Linked DNA regions of Xenopus laevis: region 2 is linked to region 1. The links are chromatin contacts, called in public Hi-C maps. All regions are on one chromosome and are shown on one strand. The core of a region is the stretch at or near the end of the contact, and the rest is flanking DNA. Distances in the headings are between cores, read along the strand shown.

Region 1 (7,140 bases), core at 609-3,108:
CCTGGTCTAATCGATTATTGTAAATGGCATAGGAACCTTAGAGTGTAAGCTCTTCTGGGCCAGGGACTGATGATGTATAATATTATATGTATTCCTATGGAAGGAACCTACTGGCCTGATCTAAGCCTTTCACCCATTAGAAGCCCTAATCCTTACCCCCCACTACTACTAGAACACCTTAGGGACCAAGTGCACATTAGAAGCGATTGAGTTCCCCTGTTTGTGTTCCCATTATTTTAATATATATATTTGTTCCCTCCAGTAACCTGGGAGGCTGGGCACTGGGGGGGGTAGGAAAGGGTTAAGGTGTGACAGTTGCAGAGTAAGAGAGAAAGTGGCGGCTGCAGAAAGCGTTTATCTGGCACCTCCTCGCTGTGTTTCTTAGAAATGCCATTGGACTGCTCTGTGCTGAGAATCCAGTGAAAGTTCAGCCACTGACAAAGCACATTCAGCTGATAACTCTCTCCCTCTCTGTGGCCCCAAAGGGTGGACCAGTGGCCCCTTTATACTGACTGACTGCACCTTCCTTATTGACCTCCAGCTCTTACTACAAGCCTCTGAGTGTCCTATCTGCCATCTCTCCCCAAACTGACAGTCAGTCGTCTGTTCCCATTGTGGCTTCCACTTGCCCCAGTCTCAGCAGCCAATCACACCTGGTTATGTTTGCCTTCCCTGTGCCACAAAAAAAAGCAGTTAATGCTCAATTTCTAGGAAATTTTAAAGTTCTGGGTCGGTTAAAGGGGAACTGCACCCCAAAAAAAAAAGTTTTGTTTTCTAATACGATTCTAAGCAGCTTTCCGATGTACATGCATTTCTATTAAAGCGTAGTGCGTATAATGAATGGCTACTGGGAAGCTGCTTAGAATCATGTTTATTTGCCCGTTCCGTTGTCTTCTTCGCCGTTTTAAGTTAACTTGTAGTGTGTTCTAGAATGGCCAATGCTGAGCACATTTCCAATTGGCGTTAATTTTTTTTTTTTTGTAGAATTTTAATGATTTGGCTTATTCATCGTACTAGCTTTTAATAGGGGTCACTGACCCCCATCTATAAGCACAAAGTTCTGTAAAGCTACACATTTATTGTTAATGCTGCTCTTTATTTCTGTTCAGGCCTCTCCTATTCATATTGCAGTCCCTTATTCAAATCAATGCCTGGTTGCTAGGGGAATTTGGACCCTAGCAACCAGATTGCCGAACAGATGCTGAATAAAAAAAAAGTGAAAAACTACAAATAATGAAAACCAACTGCAAATGGACTCAGAATATAATTCTCTACATCATATTAAAAGTTAATTTGAAGGTGAGCAGCCCCTTTAACATACATGATCCAGTCCCTGTCAGTTGTCCCTATAAACCCCCCCTCTCCGGGTAACATAGTAGATTCCAAGCAGCGGGCGGCGCACTGAATTGTTAAAGAGGCGGGGGGGTGCCAGGCTAGTGTGGCTATTTCTATTGAGAAGAAAAGGGCTTTGCATTGTGGAAAGAGCTTCACATCCTCCCTCGACAAGACGTGTGAAGTGACGCTGAAAGAGTTAAATGTCAGTGGAAGAGTTAAAAGGACTCAGTTGTGAGCTCAGCCCTCCCCTGTACCTCAGTGATACTAGTACGAGCCACACACGGAGTTGGAAGGACAGATGAGCGTGAGGCCCGCCCCCTTAGCCCCGCCCCTTGCCTCAGCTCCATAGAGAAAAGAAGCCTCAGTGTAGGAGTGCGCGATTTGGCGGGAGACCGGCGCTATATAAGGCTCAGTCGGAGCTTTTTCTGTGCCAGTCTGTGTGCGGGGAGCGAGCAGGAAAGTGTGTGGTGCAGCTGCTGCGGCAGGAGGAGGGAGTAGTAGTGGGAAAGACAACGCTATTGAGACAAGGGAGAGGCAGCCTGTGGATTTATAAACGCGACCAAAGGAATATTGGACTCGTATTATCCCGGGATTAGACGGGTAAGGAAGCGGCTTCTTCTGTGAGGGATCGGCTGCGCCTGGATTTGTTCTTCTTTACTTTCTATGGAGTCTTCTCCCCCTGCTTTTTACTGGCAGGAGACGAGGAGCTGTTGGTGGGGCTGCCATGTCGATTCCCCCCTCAGGGAAGGGCATTTAGCCTCGTCCCCACTGGATCTTGTGTCTGACACTTTAACTCTTAACCTTTTAATCGCACTGACAGCTGCAGCTTTGCCTGTTGGACTTTCAGCCCCTTAAATAGGGGGGGGATCTCCCTGTCCCCTTTATCATTTACTCTCACCCTGCCCCCCCACGCTGTAGGAATGGTATGTCCCTAATATTTAGCTCATGGAGTTCAGATTTTGATCATTTTTTAATGGCAGCAGTTTTTTGTCTTCTACTACAATTCCCAGAATCCCCAGTCACGTAGGACCAGTGGCTCTCCCGGCTGCCGGTGGACTACAAGTGGCCCGGCTCACAAACTGTAGTTCAGGAGCAGCCGGGAGAGCCACAGGTTATGGGTTTAAAGGTCTCGGCAGGGAAGGTATTTAAACCATGTGTAATAGTCGTTGCGCCTGAGTGTGTGTGTGTGTGCCCTCCCTCTTGTGTTAGAGCGTTTGTATAATGCCGGCTCTGTTCTTCTTGCAGGAGACCAATCGCATGGCAGGAAAGATGCCTCTTAATGCCAATTTTCCCAGCAAGAACTACGACTACGATTATGACTTGCAGCCCTGCTTCTTCTTTCTGGAGGAGGAGAACTTCTACCACCAGCAAAGCCGACTGCAGCCGCCGGCCCCCAGTGAGGACATCTGGAAGAAGTTTGAGCTGCTCCCCACCCCGCCCTTGTCACCCAGCCGCAGATCCAGCCAGTCCAGCCTTTTCCCCTCCACGGCTGATCAGCTGGAGATGGTGACCGAATTCCTGGGAGGGGACATGGTCAACCAGAGCTTTATCTGCGAGGCGGATGACGAAGCCTTGCTGAAGTCCATCGTCATACAGGACTGTATGTGGAGTGGATTTTCGGCTGCGGCCAAGCTGGAGAAAGTGGTGTCTGAGAAGCTGGCGTCCTACCAGGCTTCTAGGAAAGAGAGTGCTCTGTCTTCTTCTTCTCCGTGTCAGAGTCAACCACCACCGAGCCCGCTTAAGTCTCCCTCGTGTCATGGGAGCCTGAGTCTGGGAGGGACCCACAGGAGCAGCCATGGTTTTCTCCAGGACCCCAGCTCGGATTGTGTTGACCCTTCAGTGGTCTTCCCATACCCACTGAACGACAGCATTTCCAACGCCAGCTCTCCTTGCCAAGATCTCATTTTGGAAACACCGCCCATCAGCAGTAACAGCAGCAGCAGTGAATCTGGTAAGCTGATGGTTTTTATACCGAATTTTTTTTTTTTCTCCCCCCGTTTTATTTCCCCCTAATTGCTGTGTTGCCTCTCCCTGCCTTGCTGGCAAACGACCCGGCAGCTTTAGTGAGTTGCATGTGTTATACTGTCAGGTCCCACACCCCTCCCTTTAACAAACTGTCATAGCTCAGTGAAAGTTGTCCTTATCTCGGTGAAATGCCGGCAGATCTGCAGCATTGCAGCAGTAGGTGGGTGGGGCTCTGCTAGTCAGGAGAGAGAGGTTCAAGCAGGATTCTATGGGTAGGCAGACACCGAATGCTTTCTAAGAACCACTCTCCTGCCCCCCCCTTTTTTTTTTTTTTTTTCTTCTTTCTTTAATTAACACTGCAGTGTGAAGCCTCATATTAAACAATGTATGAGAAATATAACGTAATGCTCCTCCCAGATCTGCTGCTTTCTTTCTTTTATAGAAACCTGCAGTTATATTTATTTATTTTTTAATTTCTCTTTTTCAGAAGAGGAACCAGAAGATGAGGATGAAGACTGCGACGAGGAAGAGGAGATTGACGTTGTCACAGTAGAAAAAAGGCAGTCGGCATCCAAGCGGGTGGAATCCAGTTCTCATTCGCAGCCCTCCCGACCCCACTACAGCCCTTTAGTTCTGAAGCGGTGTCACGTTCCCATTCACCAACACAACTACGCGGCGTCTCCCTCGACCAAAGTGGACTATGTTTCTTCCAAAAGGGCGAAACTAGAAAGCAACATCCGGGTCCTCAAACAGATCAGCAACAACAGCAAGTGCGCCAGTCCCAGGTCCTCGGATTCCGAAGAGAACGACAAGAGGAAGACGCACAACGTTCTGGAGCGCCAGAGGCGGAACGAGCTCAAGTTGAGTTTTTTTGCCTTGCGCGATCAGGTACCGGAGGTGGCGAGCAACGAGAAGGCCCCCAAAGTAGTCATCCTCAAAAAGGCAACGGAATACGCCATTTCTCTGCAGGAGGACGAACGGCGGCTCATACGGGAAACAGAACAGTTAAAGTACAGGAAAGAGCAGTTAAAACAGAGACTCCAACAGCTGAGGAACTTTGTCTAATTCACAAACTCTTATTTAACACTTTATATAAACTGTGACAGTCTATATCAAGGTTGTCTCTTCCTCGAGACCGACTACAAAACTGAATTTGTAGAACATGGACAACTGCATGCAGATGATTTCACAACTACACAACCTTGGCATGGTCTCAAACCGATTCTGCCAGCACCTTAAAACTGCCTCAATACTGGGATTTGGGTATTATGGGACTTTGTTTTTTTTTTTTTTTTTTCTTGCTTGAGGGGGTATATTTGCCAACTTTTTGTTTGTTTGTTTGTTATTATTGTTTTTACAACCTTTTGTATTTAAAACATTTATTTTTCTTATAAACAAATTCCTGAAGTTTGGCTCTGAATAGCTTAAATATATATATCATCGCTGACTCGTCTATAATATCATTGATAGAACATTATAGAAATTATTGTATTCACTTCTAACCGCTATGGCGCAAAAAAAAAAAGCAAAAACGTTTTTGCTAATTCGTACCATGAACGCATTTAATGAACTTTTATTTTAAGAAGAAAAAAAACATTTAATCTTTCAAGTTTCATTTGAATAATTCTGTATTGGAGCTAGTTGTACCAGTTTCTGAAGAACTGATGAAGAAGGCACTGACCAACATGTAATTTAAAAAAGAAAATACTAAAAGTACTTAATATCCCCATACCCTGTATCCTTGTCATGTGGAAACCTCTAACCTGCTGGCTGCTCCTGGTGTCCTGTTGTAATAGCAGCAGCAGGATCTTGGTCTTTCCTAGTAACACAGAAGCAGTCTGCTGTTTCTATATTGATTCTCTTAAAGATATTATAACATGCTGGTCTGAAAAAAAAAAACTCATCATTCGTTTATTGTAAAGCTTGCTTTGCTTAAGATGAAACTATTCACATTGGGGGCCAACCCCCCATAATGATATAGTGACTTAACATAGCAAGCTGTTTGGAATAAGCTTCAGAAAATAAAAATCAACTTAAAAAAAAAATTGTTGGGTTTTTCTCTTCCCCCCCCCACAATGTCCTATATTATATGTATAATAACCTGGTAAAGCAGAGACTTGATTGTGACATCACCGCTCTTGTGACGTCACTCATTTAGAAGGCTATTGTAAGTACTAATTCTTCCATGCACACACTATACTACTTTTATAGGAACTCCTACATTCTGTACAGTTAAGGGGTAGATTTCCCATTCAGTACATAGAGAAGGGCCTTGGAATTAAGTAGCTGAATGTATCCTATTACATAGAATGAGAGTCAGCTGCTTTTGACTTTTGGACCACTTGGCAACTTTTCTTCAACAGATGGAACTCTGCTGATGTAATCTGTAGCAAGCACCGTCTGTGTTACAGCTATATAGAGGGAGGGGAGGAATTTGAAGGGAACCGGTCAAATACTGGGCCTCAACATTAGTAACCACCTTAATAACATATACAGAGAGTTGGGATGGTAGAAAATTCTTTGGTCTGAACTTGCATGAGATTATAAGAATATAGAGGGAAATTATTATGGGTATTCAGGAAAATGCAAGTCCCGCCTTAACACTAGCTAACACGGCTGAGAGTTGTAGTTCTTTTATAATTATACAGTAATAGTGTTTTTTAACATCTGCCCGTAGCTGTTACAAAAAACTCAGCCAAAGGCCTGGAACAGCTACTACATAATCTCCACTTGTGGGCAGTACAAATGTATTAAGATCTCCTGCAATTCACATTTTTGGACATTGCAGTGGATTTTCTCGTTGGCCAATCCAATTCAATTGTGTCCACAAGAGTCTAGTTTCAGTGACTCGTTAGCTTACTGGGTCTATAAATCAGATGTGTCACTAGGGTAGACCCACCTGTTGCCTTGACATTAGAACACGTGCACTATGGGTGGTCTCAGAAGACCTAAGATGGGATTCTCCACTATATGCTATGACCCGATGACGGTTATTTCAGGGAATATGTCACATGATTTTACAACAGCCCAACTGAATGAATAGGGTCCAAACACGGATATTGTTAACTGCAGGGCAGTGGTTGGTAAGGGCCCTTTTAAAAAAAAAAAAAAAAGGTTGGTGATCTAGAACACTTGGTGCAACCATTCAGCCGTCCTTGGAAGAAGATCTAGGATGGCAAATATATTTCCACCCTAGGGGCAGATACACACGTGGAGATTAGTCAACCGGTGACAAATCACCTCTTCTTTGGGCGACTATTCTCCCCGAACTGCCCTCCCGCTGGCTAGAATCATAATCACCGGCGGGATGTGACTCTGAGCGCTTAGTGTTCCAAGGTTTCCTCGTAAGGCAACTTCGGACAATTTCAGAAAACAAAGCGCTCCGAGTGCCATCCCGACAGCGATTTGAATTCTAGCCGGAAGGTCGGGGAGATTAGTCGCCCAAAAACGAGGCGTTTTGTTGCGAGGGGACTAAATCTCCCTGATTCTCCATGTGTGTCTCTGCCCTAAATCTTACCTTAATTGTTCTTCAAGCTAGGTTTTCAGGTGTAGGAGAGGTTCCCCCCTCCCCCAAATTAGACCCTAAAGGTGGCCATAGACACACAGATCCTATCGTACGAATCGAGGATTCGTACGATTTTCGGATCGTGTGTGGCGTGTGCCGACATCTTTCGTCTGGCAGAGATCGGTCGATCGGTCAGGTTTGATTTTGACCCGACCATACGGCCGAACAATCAGATTGCACCCGATATAGCCATGCTTGTTAATGACATATCGGGGAAAGATCCACTCGTTTGGCGAGGTTGCCAAACGAGCGGATCTTTGCATCTATGGCCACCT
Region 2 (7,082 bases), core at 1,414-3,913, 160 kb after region 1:
TCATGACAATGGTCCATAAACACCCTCATCTAGTCTACTGGTAGTCCAGTCATCGCCAAGTCTTCTACAGATGTTTGTAGAAGCTTCATATTAGGAGATTTCTTAACTGGCTGGATAGCACATGGATATGGACTCCAGCCAAGCTATAACCAAACAATTAATCATGACAATGGTCCATAAAGTCCCTCATATAGTCTACTGGTAGTCCAGTCATCTCCAAGTCTTCTACAGATGTCTGAAGGAGCTTCATATTAGATTTCTTAACCGGTTGAATAGCACAGCAACCTCAATCTAAACTGCACAATGCATGCCTAAAAGAGTTTGTAGAGTGCAATACGTTTTCCTTGTGATCTCTGGGATATTAATTCATCTTCTTCACATACTGATTGTCACTTGAACATTCCAAATCACTGACTTGTCAGTAAATAAGTTTGTAAAACAAGCAAAATCCGTGACGGAGGCATTATACTATTAGTATAGGGTCTCATCATACAAGTCTTCAGTTGGGCCAGTCACTAATACGCCATTACATGTCTCCAAATAGAAGTAACTACAAAATAAAAAGAACGTTTGTGAATTATGGGATCTATTATCCTGCGGCCGTCTATGGGATAGTCATTTGTGGTTAGTTTATGTAATGGTCATTTTAGCAGATGCGTTAATGGTGTTTCGAGTAGATGTGTCCATTCTGAGCATGGGAACTGCCGACCTAGAGTAACTGTCAGCTGGGAAACACTAGCACTTCATAATGCAAAGGTCATGGCTGTGTTTGTAACTGTCAGCTGTAGCTGCCAGCTAGATAATGTCCTCTGATAGGAAACAATATAGACAACTGCAGTGGACTTGTACCTATAGGAAGATCTCCTTGTTTTGTCCAGGTCACCAATGTGATGGTCCAAAAACGGGACTGGTCCTGGAGCCAAACACAGCATCCTCAGCTACTTTCTTCTAGTAGTGTGTGAGAAAGTAGCTTGTCTGGCATCAGTCAAACGAGATTCATTGATGATGAGCCAGGGATATTCATTAACACTTTCCCTTTCCATCGATGAAAGTCAACTTTCATACCGGCGACACCTACGCAGTTGGCTCTCGATGCAGGTCACCGCCCTTTCTCACGCTTTTCTTTAACGGGAAGGGCCCGTATCCTGAATATACCTGGGAGCTAAACTATTATAGCGATTGGCAACGTGTTTTATAAATTAGATGTGACATACACGAGCCCGGGGAGACCAATCCTAAATCAGGATTTACAAATAAACCCGGGAATGCCTTGGCTCTGTTGGCTTCTTTGGAATGATTGACAACACCCTTTTGGGTGTTCCTACTAAGTATTTAAAATTTTTCTAAGAATGGGGGGTGGGTTGTGACTGGTGCCCAAAAATGGGTTAGTCCTGTACATCTGTAGGTGTGGTATTCTCATGAACGGGCAGCGTTAAAGAGGGGGTTCACCTTTAAGTTAACTGGTTAATTCTAAGCATCTTTTCAATTGGCCTTCATTTTTTTTATAGTTTTTTAATTATTTGCCTTCTTCTTCTGACTCTTTCCAGCTTTCAAATGGGGGTCGCTGACCCCATCTAAAAACAAATGCTCTGTAAGGCTACACATGTATAGTTAATGCTACTTTTTTTTTTGTAAGTCTTTATTTTTTAGAGTTTTCAAGGTTATATGGGGTACAGAAGAAAAAGGGGGGTAAGGGGTACAGTATTATAATAAGACACATAACATGTTTAGCATACAGTATAGAGCATTTATCATCAGACTGTTCCTTCAATTTATACCCCTTTGTCTTTTGTGTGAGGGCGACTTGGAAGCCCTTTTTTGTTTGCTTCTAAATACATTTTTATTACTCGTCTTTTGAAGGTTGCTAGGGTAATTTGGACCCTAGAAACCAGATTGCTGAAATTGCTGCTGAATAAAAAGCTAAAGAACTAAAAACTAGTTGAAACGCATTATGGGGTTGTTCACCTTTAAATTTTTAAGTATGTAATAGAATGGTTAATTCTAAGCAACATTTCAATTGGCCTTTATTTTTTATAGGTTTTTTTTAAATTATTTTCCTTCTTCTTCTGACTCTTTCCAGCTTTCAAATGGGGGTCACTGACTCCATCTAAAAAACAAATGCTCCATAAAGCTGCACGTTTATTGCTATTGCTACTTTTTATTACTCGTCTTTCAATTCAGGCCTCTCCTATTCATATTCCAGTCTCTTATTTAAATCAGCGGATGGTTGCTAGGGGAATTTGGAATCTAGCAACCGGATTGGTGAAATTGCAAACTGGAGAGCTGCTGAATAAAAAGCCAAATAACTCAAAAACCACAAATAATAAAAAATGAAAACCAATTGCAAATTGTCTCAGAATATCCCTCTCTACATCATACTAAACGTTAATTTCAAGGTGAACAACACCCATGGCAGCACTGGAGGTTATTTATACAGAGAATTTAGCCAAATGATCCCCATTGCCACTGCTTTTCTGAAATCAAAACAGCTGGCGGCTCTTTCACCAGCATTAGGTATTGCCGTTGGTGACTGATATCAGTTACGCTGAAAGGCGGTTCCTTTGTGGACAACACACTTAAATGACTAAAACTGACAGAAAGCACTTTGTCCATTCAAGAGGGAGCTTTGCGTTTCAGTGAATGAGCGGCCGACAGATCTTCATGATTAAGTGCATTGTTTAGCATATCAATGAAGCGTATGGGGGACAGGGTCATATATCTAGGGGCCTCCTTTAATGAAAGTATTGTTTAGCCTTTCAATAGAAACTTCTCTGCTCTTTGTAGCAAATGCTTTACATAAAAGAACTGGCAGTCAGTGTGGAGTGTTAGGGTAAGGGCACAGGCTGCTATTTCGGGAGATTAGTCGCCCAGCTACAAACCACTTCTTCTTCGGACGAATAATCTCCCCGAACTGCAAACTAGAATGTAAATCGCCAGCCGGATGGCACTCGGGAACTATTTGTTTTCCGAAGTCGCACAAAGTTGCCTCAGGACGAAACGTCTTCGGAAAGCCGAATCGATCATCCCGCTGGCGATTTACATTCTAGTTCGCAGTTTGGGGAGAGTAGTCGCCCGAAGAAGAAACAATTTGTTGCTGGGCGTGGGCAGCATGTGTCTCTACGCTTAAAGTCATTAATTTATTATTTACACCCTATTGGGCACTATATAAATATTAGGGATGCACCGAATCCACTCTTTTGGATTCGGCCAACCCCCGAATACTTTGTGAAAGATTCGGCTGAATACCGAACCGAATCCGAACCCTAATCTGCATATGCAAATTAGTGGTTGGAAGGGGAAAAAATGTTTACTTCCTTCTGTTGTATCAAAAAGTCACGCGATTTTCCTCCCCACCCCTTATTTGCATATGTAAATTCGGATTTGGATTCGGTTCGGCCGGGCAGAAGGATTCGGCCGAATCCGAATCCTGCTGAAAAAGGCCGAATCCTGGATTCGGTGCATCCCTAATAAATATAGGATAATTAAAATAGTAAGAGCAGCCCTAGTGGTCATAAAGAAAAATAGCATTTTTTCATGATTAATTGCATTAGCCTCCAACTTTTGAGTTAACTTTTAGCGGCATATTTATCAAGGGTCGAATTTCAAATTGAAAAAAAACTTCGAAATTCAAATTCAAAAGGACCCACTGAAATTAAGTCAAAGTTTTTTTTTGGTCGAATAGGTCCGTTTTCGTTCAAATAGGTCCGTATTTGGCCGAATTCGAATCATACGAATCAAAGGAATATCTCCATTGATCGAATTCGATTCAAAGTTTTTCCCAATTGACTCCAAATAGGTTCTAGGAGGTCCCCCATAGGCTAAAACAGCAATTCATCAGGTTTTAGATGGCAAATGGTCGAAGACGCATTTTAAAAGAGACAGTACATGACAAATTTAGTTATTTGAATTTTCAATTAGAATTTGGACAATTCCCTAGTCGAAGTACTCAAAAAATAGCTCGAAATTTTTATTTCTTACATTCGAAAATTAACCTCGACTTTTGATAAATCTGCCCCTTAGTATGACATAGAGAGTGATATTCTGAGACAATTTGCAATTGGTTTTCATGTTTTATTATCTGTGGTTTTTGCGTTATTTAGCTTTTTATTCAGCAGCTATCCAGTTTGCAATTAAAGCAATCTTGTTGCTAAGGGCCAAATTCCCCTAGCAACCATGCATTGATTTGAATAAGAGACTGGAATATGAATAGGAGAGGCCTGAATAGAAAGGTGAGTGATAAAAAGTAGCAATAACAATACATTTGTAGCCTTACAGAGCTTTTGTTTTTTAGATGGGGTAAATAATTAAAAAACTATAAAATAGTTAAAAAACTATAAAAAATTCTTAGAATTGGCCATTCTATAACACAGCACAAGTTAACTTAAAGTGAACCACCCCTTTAAAATCTAATATCTGTGTAATGTACCGAGTCTAGTAACCCTTAGCAACCAAAGGTTTGGTTTCCAAAGACAGTCTGATAAATGCAAGCAGCTCATTGGCTGATCAGTGATGTGGGCGGCTGAAGTTGGAAGAAACTCTGCACAAGTTACATAAGAAAGGAGCTCTGAAGTCATAAAGTTAAGTTGTAAATACTTGGAAGGTTTCCAGTGCCGCCAGTAGAGAATCAAAAGGACATTTGCAGTACAGTAGTCGCTGTTGTACAAAGTGATTTTTTTTCATGTTTAATGCGAGTTCCCAAGGAGGCATGTGGAATTTTAGGTCAGGGACTGGGAAGGTATTCCAAAAATGTTTCATTGCCTTCTTCCTCTGTGTGAGGCTGGTGTAGAATGCCCACAAGAATTTCTCTTCTGTTGTATAACTGGTCAAGAACTGCTATTTGTGCCTGTAGTGCTAGAAATATTAGTGTCATTTAGATTTGGGCCTGCCTGAAAGTGCTGCAGGGATTTTAACTTCCATTGTGACATCATCACTGAAATAGAGTCTGGTCTGCAAATGTGTATATAATTATTCATGAGCCCAGAGTAGTGTAAGATAGTCAAGCACTGGTATTTATAGTTGTAACGTTATAGATATGAGTGTAATTTAGGTCTGGGTCTGCATGGACTTTATCTTCTCTTGTGACATCATCACTTAAATAGAGTCTGGTCTGCAAATGTGTATATATTATCATTAACAGGGCCAGTGTAACATAAGCTGGTAAAGTCAAGCAGTCATATTTGTGCCTGTAGTGTTAGAAATATGAGTGTAATTTAGGTCTGGGCCTGCGTGCACAAGTGCGGCATTGGCTTTATCTTCTCTTGTGACATCATCACTGAAATAGAGTCTGGTCTGCAAACGTGTATACAATTATGCATGAGCCCAGAGCAGTGTAAGATGGTCAAGCACTGGTATTTGTAGTTGTAACGTTAGGAATATGAGTGTAATTTAGGCCTGGGCCTGCCTGCACAAGTGCTGCATGGACTTTATCTTCTCTTGTGACATCATCACTGAAATAGAGTCTGGTCTACAAAGGTGTATATAATCATTAACAGGGCCAGTGTAACATAAGCAAGTAAAGCCAAGCTGTGGTATTTGTGCCAGTAGTGTTACAAATGTGTAGGCCTTGACCTGCCTGCACAAGTGCTGCATGGACTTTATCTTCTCTTGTGACATCGTTGCTGAAATAGAGTCTGGTCTGCAAATGTGTATATAATTATTCATGGACCCAGTGTAGTGTAAGATAGTCAAGCACTGGTATTTGTGGCTGTAACGTTAGAAATATGAGTGTAATTTAGATCTGGGCCTGCCTGCTCAAGTGCTGCATGGACTTTGTCTTCTCTTGTGACATCATCACTGAAATAGAGTCTGGCCTGCGAACATGTGTATAATAAGTAACGGGCCCAGTGTAGAATAAGCTAGTGAAGTCAAGTACTGGTATTTGTGGTTGTAACGTTAGAAATATGAGTGTCATTTAGGTCTGGACCTGCCTACTCAATTGCTGCATGGACTTTGTCTTCTCTTGTGACATCATCACTGAAATAGAGTCTGGTCTGCAAATGTGTATAATAAGTAATGGGCCCAGTGTAGAGTAGGCTAGTAAAGTCAAGCACTGGTATTTAAGCCTGTAGAAGTATATTTTAGAAGTATAAGTGCTGCTGAATCTTGGGCCTGCCTGCACAAGTGCTGCATGGACTTTATCCTCTCTTGTGACATCATCACTGAAATAGAGCCTGGTCTACAAATGTGTATATAATTAGTGTGATATAATTAATCCTTATTGGAAGTAAAACAAACCTATTGGGTCTATTTAATATTTACATGATTTTCTAGGAGACTTAAGGTACAAAGAACCAAATTACGGAAATATTTTATATATCCAGAAAACCCCAGGTCCCAAGCATTCTGGATAACAGGTCCCATACCTGTATGGTGAAACACTGTTATTTGTGCCTGTTATGTTACATATTGTGTTCCTCTTGCAACAATGTCTCTTTTAAAGATCCTTTTACGGTAATTTTTTGTGACTAGTGACTAGTGAATTTCCGCGTTTCGCCACCGGCGAATAAATTTGCGAAACTCCTGCGAATATTTGTCCGCATCTGAAAATTTTGGACACGCGTCCATATAGTCGATCGCGACACAATCGCCGCCCGTCAACACTATTCGGACGCTTATTGACTTTAACGCCGCGTGTCCAAAATTTACACGGGCCTCATGAATTTTCGGGTTTCACAAATTTTTCTCTAATTTTTGACGAGGCAAAACGGGAGAAATTCGCCCATCACTATTTGTGACATCACCACTGAAATAAAGTCTGCAAATGTGACTATGATGGGACCAGTGTATGGGAATAGCTAATAAGCTAATAAAGATAATCCCTCACCATTTTAAAAAGGGATTCTTGGGGCCACTGCCAATGGGTCTGCTCGATACTTAACAATATCTTACACTGAAAAGTAGTGGCAGATATAAAGTAGTGGCAGATATAAAGTAGGGGCAGATATAAAGTTGGGCAGATATAAAGTTGGGCAGATATAAAGTTGGGCAGATATAAAGTTGGGCAGCCAGAGGGCATTGGAGAAGACAAATACTAGGCTATATTGGAAATTATATCTGCCACACTTATAATATGGCAGTTGCAT

Evidence for each region. Hi-C and Micro-C count contacts between places; a contact is called where the count stands out from the background.
Region 2: a Hi-C map of the XTC cell line shows a contact between it and region 1, with 6 times the contacts expected there. The contact joins the enhancer-like site here to the promoter of myc.S in region 1. A contact is called at or near these places in 2 of 4 Hi-C or Micro-C datasets (the XL177 cell line and the XTC cell line).

What each region holds. Positions count from the first base shown.
Region 1 is chr6S:127,342,451-127,349,590 of Xenopus_laevis_v10.1, forward strand. myc.S (MYC proto-oncogene, bHLH transcription factor S homeolog) reads left to right here and starts at 1,859. Exons shown (of 3, transcript NM_001085896.1): 1 at 1,859-1,935; 2 at 2,581-3,286; 3 at 3,788-5,345. The coding sequence starts at 2,605. The coding sequence ends at 4,365.
Region 2 is chr6S:127,502,853-127,509,934 of Xenopus_laevis_v10.1, forward strand. The region is part of intron 3 of LOC108695380 (a long non-coding RNA gene); the gene reads left to right. Among protein-coding and RNA genes, the nearest start is that of LOC108695380, 120 kb to the left of the region's middle. Within about 2 kb of position 2,664, at least 1 of the 7 cell types and tissues checked has an H3K27ac peak or open chromatin away from gene starts, as enhancers often do.